Regions from separate parts of the Rattus norvegicus genome. Here region 1 is linked to region 2. The links are chromatin contacts, called in public Hi-C maps. All regions are on one chromosome and are shown on one strand. The core of a region is the stretch at or near the end of the contact, and the rest is flanking DNA. Distances in the headings are between cores, read along the strand shown.

Region 1 (5,056 bases), core at 670-3,169, 160 kb before region 2:
TTCATCTTCCCTGTTCTAAACATGAATTTCAGACAGGCTCCTCTCCCTGATGGTAAAAAGCATACATTGTTTTTCTGAACCCAGCCACCTCCCCAAGTGTCACTGCCAAAGGGTTTTTTAGTTCAGTGGGTTCAAGACAGAGGCTACACATCCTTCAGGAACACCACAGGTCTTGGTCCAGGCCCAGGTCAAGTCCTGGCACTTCCTCCAAACAATGATGGCTGTGTACAGAGAGCAAACACTCGCACATGTGAATCTGCGGTGCCCATACTTTGTGACAAGGGACTAATACGGAACACACACATCTGGTAAACACGTACTGGAGAGCCCTGAGTTGATGACAGGATCTGTATGTCCTCCTGACCTGCTAGCTCATGACCAATTCCGGGAGGACAGTCCAACGCAGCCTCCCTGAACATCTGAGTTCCGCTTCCTTAGCTCCACTGTGAGGTGAAAGGGAAGGATGGGAAACGGGACAGAAGAAGGTGGAACCCCAAGGCAGGGATCTGGCTCTGTGGTTAAAGCTCCTGCTGTACAAACATGAGGAACCACCTGAGAGGAGGAGCCAGGGTGCCTGCAGCAAGCTAGCCCTGTCAGTGTACTCTGGGCTTTACTGAATGACCCTGCCTCAATGAATAAGGCATAAGAGTGGCCAAGGACTGTCCTTGAGACCAACTGACCTCACTCTTACACACACACACACACACACACACACACACACACGATGAAAAAAACTACACAAGAAACCAGGATGAAGGCCAAGTACGGATGGCTCAGTGGTTAAGAGCACTGACTGTTCTGAGTCCAAATCCCAGCAACCACAAGGTGACTCACAACCATCTGTAATGAGATCTGATGCCCTATTCTGGTGTGTCTGAAGGCAGCTACAGTGTACTCATATACAATAAATAAAATCTTTATTAAAAAAAAGTAGTTTTTAAAAAAGGTTTAAACAAGGGGTTGGGGATTTAGCTCAGTGGTAGAGCACTTGCCTAGCAAGCACAAGGCCCTGGGTTCGGTCCCCAGCTCCGAAAAAAAAAAAAAAAAAAAAAAAAGGTTTAAACAAGACAGAGGAAACATGCAGGCAGGCCAGGAAGGCCACTGGGTGTGGGACCATCCACCCCTAGTTAGAAGCCCCCCAACCCCTCTCCTGGTACATAGAAAAATCTTTATTCACCTTCCTGCATGCAGTCCTTTGGGGAATTATACAGGCATGAGTGAAATATGGAAAGTCATGTAGAAATATGTTGGGCTGGAGATGGTTCAGTGAGTAAGAGAGGGCCTGGGTTCTGTTCCCAGCAACTACATAGCAGGTACCTAAGATCTGTAACCCTGATTCCAGAGAATCCAGCGCTCTCTTCTGGACTCTGCTGGCAATGAAAGCACACGGTGCGCATATATTCACGCAAGCAAAACACCCAAAAATAAACAGAAACTTGAGTGAGCAAGAACGATATGGCCTGCATAGATTGCTCTGTCGTGCTCCTTATTCTAGAGCAGAAGGGGGCTGCCTGCAGCCGGGGATCAGTCGCTCCAGGCCTAGGCACCGATGAGGATGCTTGGCCCGTGCTGCTCTTCTGCCGGGAAGTGTGGCTTGGGATCCCCCACCCTCCAAAGCGCAGTAAGAGCAGCTGGTTGCAACCTCGTGATCTGTGAAAAGCTCGGAGCCATCTGAAGGAAGAGAGCTTGCAGCATGGACCGCGCAAGGCCCCGCGCTCGGCCGGTCTCCGCCCCCTACAACTACTTACAAACGAGGACAAGGTCGGCAGAAGGATGCGCAGCACGTTGCACCCGAACACGAAGCACAGCACCAGCAACCACGCCCAGCGATCTGTCTCGGACGCGCTCATTCTGGATCCCAGGCACCTGCACCGCTACAGCAGCGCCATGGAGACCGCGCCTCCGCGCTCGCCTACGCCTGCGCACTGCAGCCCTGCTACGCTACGACAGCGCCTGGGAGACAGCGTCGTCAACTGCGCCTGCGCCGGCGCACTGCGACTACGGCAACACCGCAAGGACGCAGCACCCAGTGCCGGCGGTGCGCGCTCGCTACACCTCCTCTAGGGGGCGGCACGGGGTGTTACTTAGCACCCAGCTTCGCCTTTCGCCTTCCGGGCTTCCTTCCGTAGCCGGTTGATACCTATCCCACTCCTGGAGGCTTAACAACTTTTAGCGAACTGTGATTGATTGTAGTAACCGATAACTACTTACATTCTTACTGAGTTAACTAACACACCTTTATTCTTAAATTTATTTTAGAATAAGCCTCGGCGTGAACAGAAAATTACTTTATCGTAGCAGGTAAATAAAAATGTTTTTTTTTTTGGTTCTTTTTTTTCGGAGCTGGGATAAAAAATAAAAAATGTTTTTTAACCCGTTGTCGCATGTAAAATGGCTCACCTACATTTTAAAACTAAGCACTAATAAACACAAGCAATATAGAAAGTTGTAATCCTAAAAGATAAGTTTATTAATCAAAAGCACCACTTAGTGACTGGTAGAGACTTGCCAAGCATGTGGGAAATCTTGGGTACCAGCCGTCCTCAGCGCGCTCAAAGAAAAAGTTTACAGTGAGCTTTTAATACAATGTTCTAAATTTAGGCAATAATGAATACTCATAACAAAAGAGCCCCGGTTCATTTATATGTGGTAAATAAAGTGAAAGATAGTTGGCTGTCTTTTCTGCCTTGTTAGTCTGAGAACCTTACTTATAGAATTGCTGCCTGTGGCTCTACCAGCAGCGGTGGAATGAATTCTCTCCATGAATGGGCATACTGACAGTGACTACCACTCCATAAGCTTCCCTTCCAGCTGGACTACCCCAGGCTGTAGGCAGACTGCCAGGTCCTGTACACACTGAAGATTTAGATGGGTTAAGTAAGAGCAGCCTCATGAAAAATTATGGCAGAGTGTCAGAGTCTCTCCCTTCCCACAAAACCACCTTGACTCCCCCATACCGTCTTGCTCTTCAGTCCCAAGTGTCTGCTTTTTAGAATGAAGAGGAAAGTATCAACCAGTCCCCACCCCATCCATGCATCACACCTGCACAGGAGGACCACTCCGTTCTTAGTAAGTCAAGATGCTAACAAAATTACTGGTGAGTATCCTATAACGTATATACAGCTGGGGTGGCTAGGAGAAACTCTTCCTGGCTCTCAGGAGCAGCTCAGTTTGACTGAGTCAGCTCAGCTCCTAGTTCCTGTTGACCACTCTCAGAAACAGTTCTCAGTTGAAGACTGAGTTCTAACATATAAAGGAAGTGTGAAATATCAGTCAAGGTATGGTACAGAGCTCGTAACAAGCGCGTGTTTGTGTTTTGATTCTGCTATTGTGACAGGGTGTGGCAGCTCTGAGGTTCCTCCATCTTGTATTCTTGCTGAGGCCATTTTGTGTTTAATGAAAAATTCATCTCCTTGATGGAGAATCCTGTGGAAAATTGCCCAGCTCTACTCTAGGGACACAAGGTCAAGATGCCCCACATTATCTTCTCTTAAACTATCTGCTTGTGCAAATCTTCCACTCCTGAACAGCAAGAGATGACAGAGTGTGGTTCTTGCTTTCTAAAACACTGTGCTCTGAACACTTGGTGCTTCACTCGAGTCCCAAATACCTGAGTGTAGTCCCAGCTGGCTGGAATAAAGACTTTCAGTTGACTATAAACTGTCTGAGTGGTCATCTCTGGTGAGCTTCACATAACGCTGTAATTAATAGTCACACATTTAGTGGCTTGGGATTTCGTAAATTTGTTATCTTATAGTCTGAGAGTTCAAAATGTGAAGTGCATCTCACTGGGCTAAAAATAGACTGTCTTCCTTCTGGAATCCCTCAGGCAGAGTCCAGCATCTGAGGCCAGCATTCTGACCTCACGGCTCTCTTCTGTCTTCAAGGTTGGCATCACAGCACACTGCTTGGGCTTTCAATCCACCATCCTTCCTGCCTCTCAACTCTCTCTTTCACCATTGGAAGCCTTATGATTACACTGGGTCCGCGTGGGTGATCAAAGATGATCTCCCAGGTTCCAGGAGGCCTATGCCTATATAATACCAGCACTCAAGATGTGGAAGGAGAGAGATCATCCTTGCGGTACACAGAGACTCGAGGCCAGTCTATGATATGTGAGACCCTGTCTCAAAAAAAAAAAAAAAAAAGAAGTGTACAAAGTCGTCTGCGGTTGACATATTTTACTAGCTGCGAGACAGAGTATGATAATAAACCCAAAGTCCCAGTCTGTTTCTTCCTGGTGCTTAAGTAAATAAAAATGAGTACTACAGATGATTGCTACCAGACAAAAGACTATAGAGACACAGGCTTAGACAAGCATTCTAAGTTGGATGAGGTGTTCGGGAACGTTTGTGGCATGTATTAGTAAGTGGTAGAAAATAAAGGAGAGCTAGGTCAAAAAGGGGGGGGGGAGAGATGTTGTGTGACAAAACTTTTCCTGGGGGGTCACAACACATGTCTACTCACCCTAGATAGGAATCACACAATAGATCAAAGTACAAATACCACCTGTGGTGTTTCGAATAAAAAGTGGCCCCCATAAGCTCAGATAGTCAAATGCATAATCAGGGAGTGTGGCACTACTTCAGAAGGATTAGAAGGTGTGGCCATTTTGGAGGAAGTATGTCACTGGAGGTGGGCTTTGAAGTTTCAGAAGCCAAGCCAGGTCCACTGTCTCTGTCTTCCTCCAGCTTGCATATCCAGATGTAGAACTCTCAGCCACTGCTCCAATACTGTGTCCATCTTGCCACCTAAGACACCACCAGGGCTGGAGAGATGGCTCATGGTTAAGAGCACTGACTGCTTTTCCAGAGGTCTGAGTTCAATTCCCAGCAACCACATGGTGGCTCACAACCATCTGTAATGGGATCTGATGCCCGCTTCTGGTGTGTGTGTCAAGACAGCGACTTATATTAAATAAATAAATCTTTAAAAAGAAGGGGGGGTGGGGATTTAGCTCAGTGGTAGAGCACTTGCCTAGCAAGCGCAAGGCCCTGGGTTTGGTCCCCAGCTCCGAAAAAAAGAATAAATAAAAAAAAAAAAAGACACCACCAAA
Region 2 (5,336 bases), core at 2,181-4,680:
TCACCAGGCTGTCACTCTCATTTAAATCTAAACATTTAGAAGTACTTGTAGGTGAGTAGCTTTATGAGGCTGAAGGTTTTCACCTCATTCTTGCTGGCCATTACCAGAAATGGCAATGGTTGGTCCACAGAGGGAAGCAAATGGAAGTTGTATGCCTGTCAAATCAGCTTTTAAGTCGTTCACATAATTAAGACTGGCTCAGGGCTGTTGTTGAGGAATGTATACAGTACAGTCTTGTGACAAGATTTCTGTATTTACTTGAATTTTCACTCATTTTTCAGAATCTGTTCGTAAAGACAGAGAACCCCATACAAAAACGAGGCCATGTATGTTTAATGAGAAGGAAGCAGTACAGATGCATAGTGACACCCTGAAACCAAAAACGGTGCCCGAGAAAATCCCCCGCAGATGTGCTGCCATTGCTGCAAATAAAATAAAGACGATGTGTAATCTAAAGGAAGTGGTCTCAGGACCAGAGAATGTCGGCATTAGGACGAACAGCAGAAAACTGCCCTATCGACAAGCCTCTGCTGCGGCTAAGAAAAAGTTACTGAGTGTTTATAAAGAGGATGATGCACTCATACATTCAGAGAATGAAGAGGAGGTATATCTTAGGCGGTTCAGATCCCAGAAAGAAAAAGCCCAGCAATCACCCTGAGGTAGAGAGGGTACCAGAAGTGTCAGAGCCTCCGATACCTGCAGCTGCAGTCCATTCCCAACCCTAAACCATCCCAGGACCTTCTGAACAATTTTGTGAAAGCCATTTCTCTGGGTCAAAGTGGGATGGACGATGGTTTCCAGTCAGCCCTACACAGTACAGCACAGGGTGTTGCAAGGAGGTAGGAGGCAAGGACTGTGTAGTCAGGTGAGAGGCCTAAGAACCCACTTAATGTAAAGCAAAGGCTTGAAGCAGCTTGGTCCTCTAGGAGATATAGAAGCGTACGGGATATATGGGGAAACGATGCTAATTTCAATGGTCTACCCTCACGGTCTGAAAACTAGGCCATTTCCAAAGGAGGGAGGCAGGGAGCCTATGACTGCTGAATTTTAACTGGATCCAATTCATGTAGTGCACATCCTTGGGGACTAAACACAGAAAGAACTGGGGAAGTCAATGCTGGGGTGTTACTGACTTCTGAAGAGGAGTGTGAGAAAGACTGTCATTAATGTCTTATTTATAGCATTGAATTCATACTGAATGATAGCCACCTGGTAATGAGTAATTCAGGGAATGTATCTTTCTAAGAAAGCTCTCAATGTGACTATTATTATGACACTTTTTATTTCTTCTTCTATGTAGCAGCAAAGATGTAGAGGCCAGACTTATAGTCAGAAAATAGAACAAGATACACTCATCTCTTTAGCAGTTAAATCCTGTTTCTCACCTTTTCTCTACTGCTCCTTAAAAGTCAGAAGTGTGAACACTGCAGGTTCATTCCAATCTCACCAACAAGCCAAGTGTCAGGAATCTGGCCTCCAGTGTGGCCTTTGCCACTGTCACAGAATCTGGTCACTGTGCTACAAATGTTCAGCCTACTGAGGGTGTGTGAACTTTAGTCTGTTGTTCATAGCTATTGGTTGACATTAAGGTCACCAGACGTGACCTGTGAATGTACTGTCAAGTCTTTTAATGTTGCTGGAGAAACTTATCTTTCCTCAACAGTTTGTCTTTCCCATTAAACATAGCTGTGACTTTAGGGGTAATCTGCATGTGTAAAATCAAAAAAACAAAAACCAAAACAAACAAACAAAAAAAAACCAAATGGAACCTTAGGGGTGTGTCTTTCTTCATTAACAGTAATGCATATTTCCCAGTGACATGTGTGGCCGAAGGGTCCAGATTACTTGAGAAACTTGTTTGTGTTTGGTTGCCTGCCTGCTTGAAACAAACAAGAACACAAGTCAGAATATTCCAACACAGTGTGTGTCTTTTTGTCACTCACTCTTCAGCATCTTGTTACAAGCACAGGAAGAACTGCTGCTCTCTTTTTTGGTGCATGGTTTGATTTTTTTTTATTATTATTTTTTTCTGTTGAGCGTTGATGAAAAATTTGATCCCAAATGTCATAGAATTACTTTTTGGGCAATTATATCCTCAAGAAATGCCATGAGATGAAAATATGTCAGTCTTATGAAGACATGTGAATTTTGGCAGTGTGAACTGAAGGTTTGAATTTACGGTTTGCCGCGGTAGGGCTACTTTCTGTCACCATCTGATCCTGTCCAGCCTTTTCTAATGGAATCCCTTTCTGGTTCAGCCTTTAACTGGAACATAATTTTTTTCTTACCCTCTAAAGTGTTTGGTCTCTTTATTGTAAAACCTCTCCTGGAAATGTGTACAGAATTTAAAGCTTGGCCAATGGACCACCACTTCCATATGGTTTAGAATCATGTTTCAGATTTCTGTTAATGCTCTTTTCATGTGTGACTGAGATCAATCAAGTATCTTTATCAGCAAAATATCAGCTTAGCCACACAAAGAGAAAGCCAGGTACATTTGTCCCTCAGCTCACGTATGTCCACTAACCCTGGAGTCTGAGTCTTAAGACACCATAGTTATAATCTTATGTGTGCTATAGCTACATGTAAAATGTCCTATTTGGTATTAATCTGCTTTTTATTAGTGTTTGAGGTTTATTTTTAAAAAGTATTTATGTTAAAATTGATATGCTCCCCCCAATAGACTTTATCGTTTTTCTACATCGTGAGAGATTTTAAACAACTTCCCAAGAGTTTTGATTTTAAAACGTCCCCGATCCCGAAATATTTACTTACTTTAGTTATATTTTACTAAACAGACCCTATTTAGGCAAGGCAGACCCTATTTCCTCGCAAGTAAATCTAGAATGTGTTTTTATTTCCCACTGAGGTCCCAGTTTCCTTTTTCCTCGTAGTCGTTTGCTCTTGTGAGAGCAGTATTCGGTAGAGTTTTTTTGTCTTCCAGCACACAAGCCAGAAAAACACATTCTTTCTGTCATTAAAATAGAAAACTGGGTTGGGGATTTAGCTCAGTGGTAGAGCGCTTGCCTAGGAAGCGCAAGGGCCCTGGGTTCGGTCCCCAGCTCCGAAAAAAAGAACCAAAAAAGAAAACAGTGTATATGAGTTACACATGGCCAGGTTTTTAAAAAGCCTAGCCTTGCAGCTTCACTCATGTCCTCTGGATCCGCTTGCAGTCATCACCCCTGGAGCTGTCTGTGCTTCACTCGCAGCTCTGGGTTTCCTCCACGGGTGGGTCCTTGCAGGCGGGCGGCGGGATGTGGAGCGGGCCCTGCGTGCCCGGGTCAGCAGGGTGACGGAAGCGCGCCGCGGAACAGATCCCGCGGCGGACCGGAAGTTCTGAGACCTTCACCCAGGCTGAGGGCGTGGCCTGGCTCAGGCGGGTCGGGGGCGTGGTCTGAAGGGCGTGGCTGGGGCCGGCGCGCAGGCGCCGTCTGGCCGCGCGGGGCTGAGGTGCCATGGCTGCTACGTTCTTTGGTGAGGTGGTGAAGGGGCCATGCCGAGCTGGGACTGAGGAGGAGGAAGAGGAGGAGGAGCAGAGCAGGCGGGACACGCCGGAGGACCGGGAGGTCCGGCGGAAGCTTGCGCGGAAGAGGTCAGGCTCCGGGAAGGCCTCCCCACCGGCGGGGCGAGCATCAGGCGGTGTTGGCCTGCCGAGTGCCCTGCGTTCACGCTGGGACGCTGACAACCCAGCAATGCTTGCCCTCCCTCCACCCTACGCTTTAGGTTACGCCGCGTGTCCGCCGTATTTCTTGCAAAACTACTGTTAAATACACAGAAATGAGGTTATGCCGGCCCCTTGGCCAAGGTTTTACCACATCCATTTTTTCTCACACCACCCCTACTAGTTTCCAGTTAGGAAACTCTTCCTAAGCATGCTGTCTTTATGCGTATTCATTTATTTTGTTTGTTTGTTGCTGGACCAGAGGTTGGAGTTGGGTGCCCGGTGGCGTTTACCACCTTTTTGAGAAATCTTAAATTGAACCCAGACCTCACTGTTTCTGCTTCACTGGCTGACCTCCAGACCATAAGAGATTATCCTGTTTTCCCAGAACCTTCACTCTCGACATTTAGGTGGGTTCTGGGATCAGAACTTGGGTCGTCATGGTTGTGGTGGCAACTTAGCACCTTCCCTGCCCCAGATATGCTAATAAGTTTTCAGTGTCATACCAGTTCACAATCAAATTCACCTAGATTTTTAAAATATACTTTCTGGTGATTTCTGTCAACTACAGACACTTTTGGCACTCTGTTTCATTTACAACAACCCCCTCACCACCTACCCACCCCCCCTCATTTTTGGTTCTTGCACTTGCCTCTCACCTGGTTTTCTCTGGTGTTAGCTGGTGTTGCTATCTCTGACTGTGGCATGATCCTCCTATAAGCCTCTGTGTCAACACCCCTGGGTGACCAGCTCTCTCCTGTCAGGATTTGGGTACTGAAAGCTGTGCTACAGGGTTAGCTCTGGGTCCCCTCTCCCTTTTCAAACTCTTCCCGAGAGCCTCGACTTGTCCGATGGTCAGGCTTCACTTGCTTTTGTCACAACTAAATGCTTCAACGTTTGTTTGGACACTTGGCCACGTTAAGCATTTTGCTGGCAGGAGTGTTTGAGATGCTTGTATGAAGTTTGTTAGTAGTTTTACTCATTGAGTCTGTGAGTAGTCATTGCCTGAGCCTACAGTATTTCCATTCGCCAGGCCACCCAGGACACCGTTTCTTTTATCTAATACCATCTATCAATCCAGCTATCCACTCATCTCTCTTCTGTCACCTACCTATTTACCCATCTGTGTATATACGTTGTGTATATTGCACCTGCCTACCATATCTATATAAGTCGCATGTCTGTCCACCATCGATCTCATCTGTCTTCCATCTATGTGTGCATCCAGTTCTATATAGCATCTGTCACTTTTCTCTTAATCTGTCTGTCTGTCATTCTATTACCATCTCTTCCAGTGTGACGGTCGTTACAGTGAGTGACATTTGTTTACTTTTGTCTCTTGCTGTCAGGGAGGTGAAGCTTCTCCGAAGACAGACAGAAACATGTCTGGAGGCTGTGCTCCTAGAGAAGCACCCTTGCTCCAAGTTCATCCTTGCAGTAGGAAGTAACGCCACGGGTAAGCGCCAGTGTCAGGGGTAGACGTCCTGTTGGAAGAATGTTTCTTCCTACATCTCGTATGTATTTTAAAAGGATCCCAGCAGGCCCTGGGCGTGTGGCTCAGGTGGCACAGTGCTTGCCTATGAAGCACAGGACCTTGGGTTCGAATCCCAATACTGTATGAACTGGGCGCTGTGCAACCCTAGCCCTCAGCAGGCGGGAGATGGCAGATGGGAGC

The links. Hi-C and Micro-C count contacts between places; a contact is called where the count stands out from the background.
Region 1: a Hi-C map of hepatocytes shows a contact between it and region 2, with 1.6 times the contacts expected there. The contact joins the promoter of Get1 here to the promoter of Psmg1 in region 2. A contact is called at or near these places in 3 of 12 Hi-C or Micro-C datasets (hepatocytes and liver).

The regions. Positions count from the first base shown.
Region 1 is chr11:48,912,161-48,917,216 of GRCr8, reverse strand. It overlaps Get1 (guided entry of tail-anchored proteins factor 1), which reads right to left and starts at 1,919. Exons shown (of 5, transcript NM_199373.1): 1 at 1,749-1,919. The coding sequence starts at 1,850.
Region 2 is chr11:48,753,134-48,758,469 of GRCr8, reverse strand. It overlaps Psmg1 (proteasome assembly chaperone 1), which reads left to right and starts at 3,430. Exons shown (of 7, transcript NM_001399237.1): 1 at 3,430-3,592; 2 at 5,011-5,117. The coding sequence starts at 3,456. It also overlaps a transcript of Brwd1 not described here.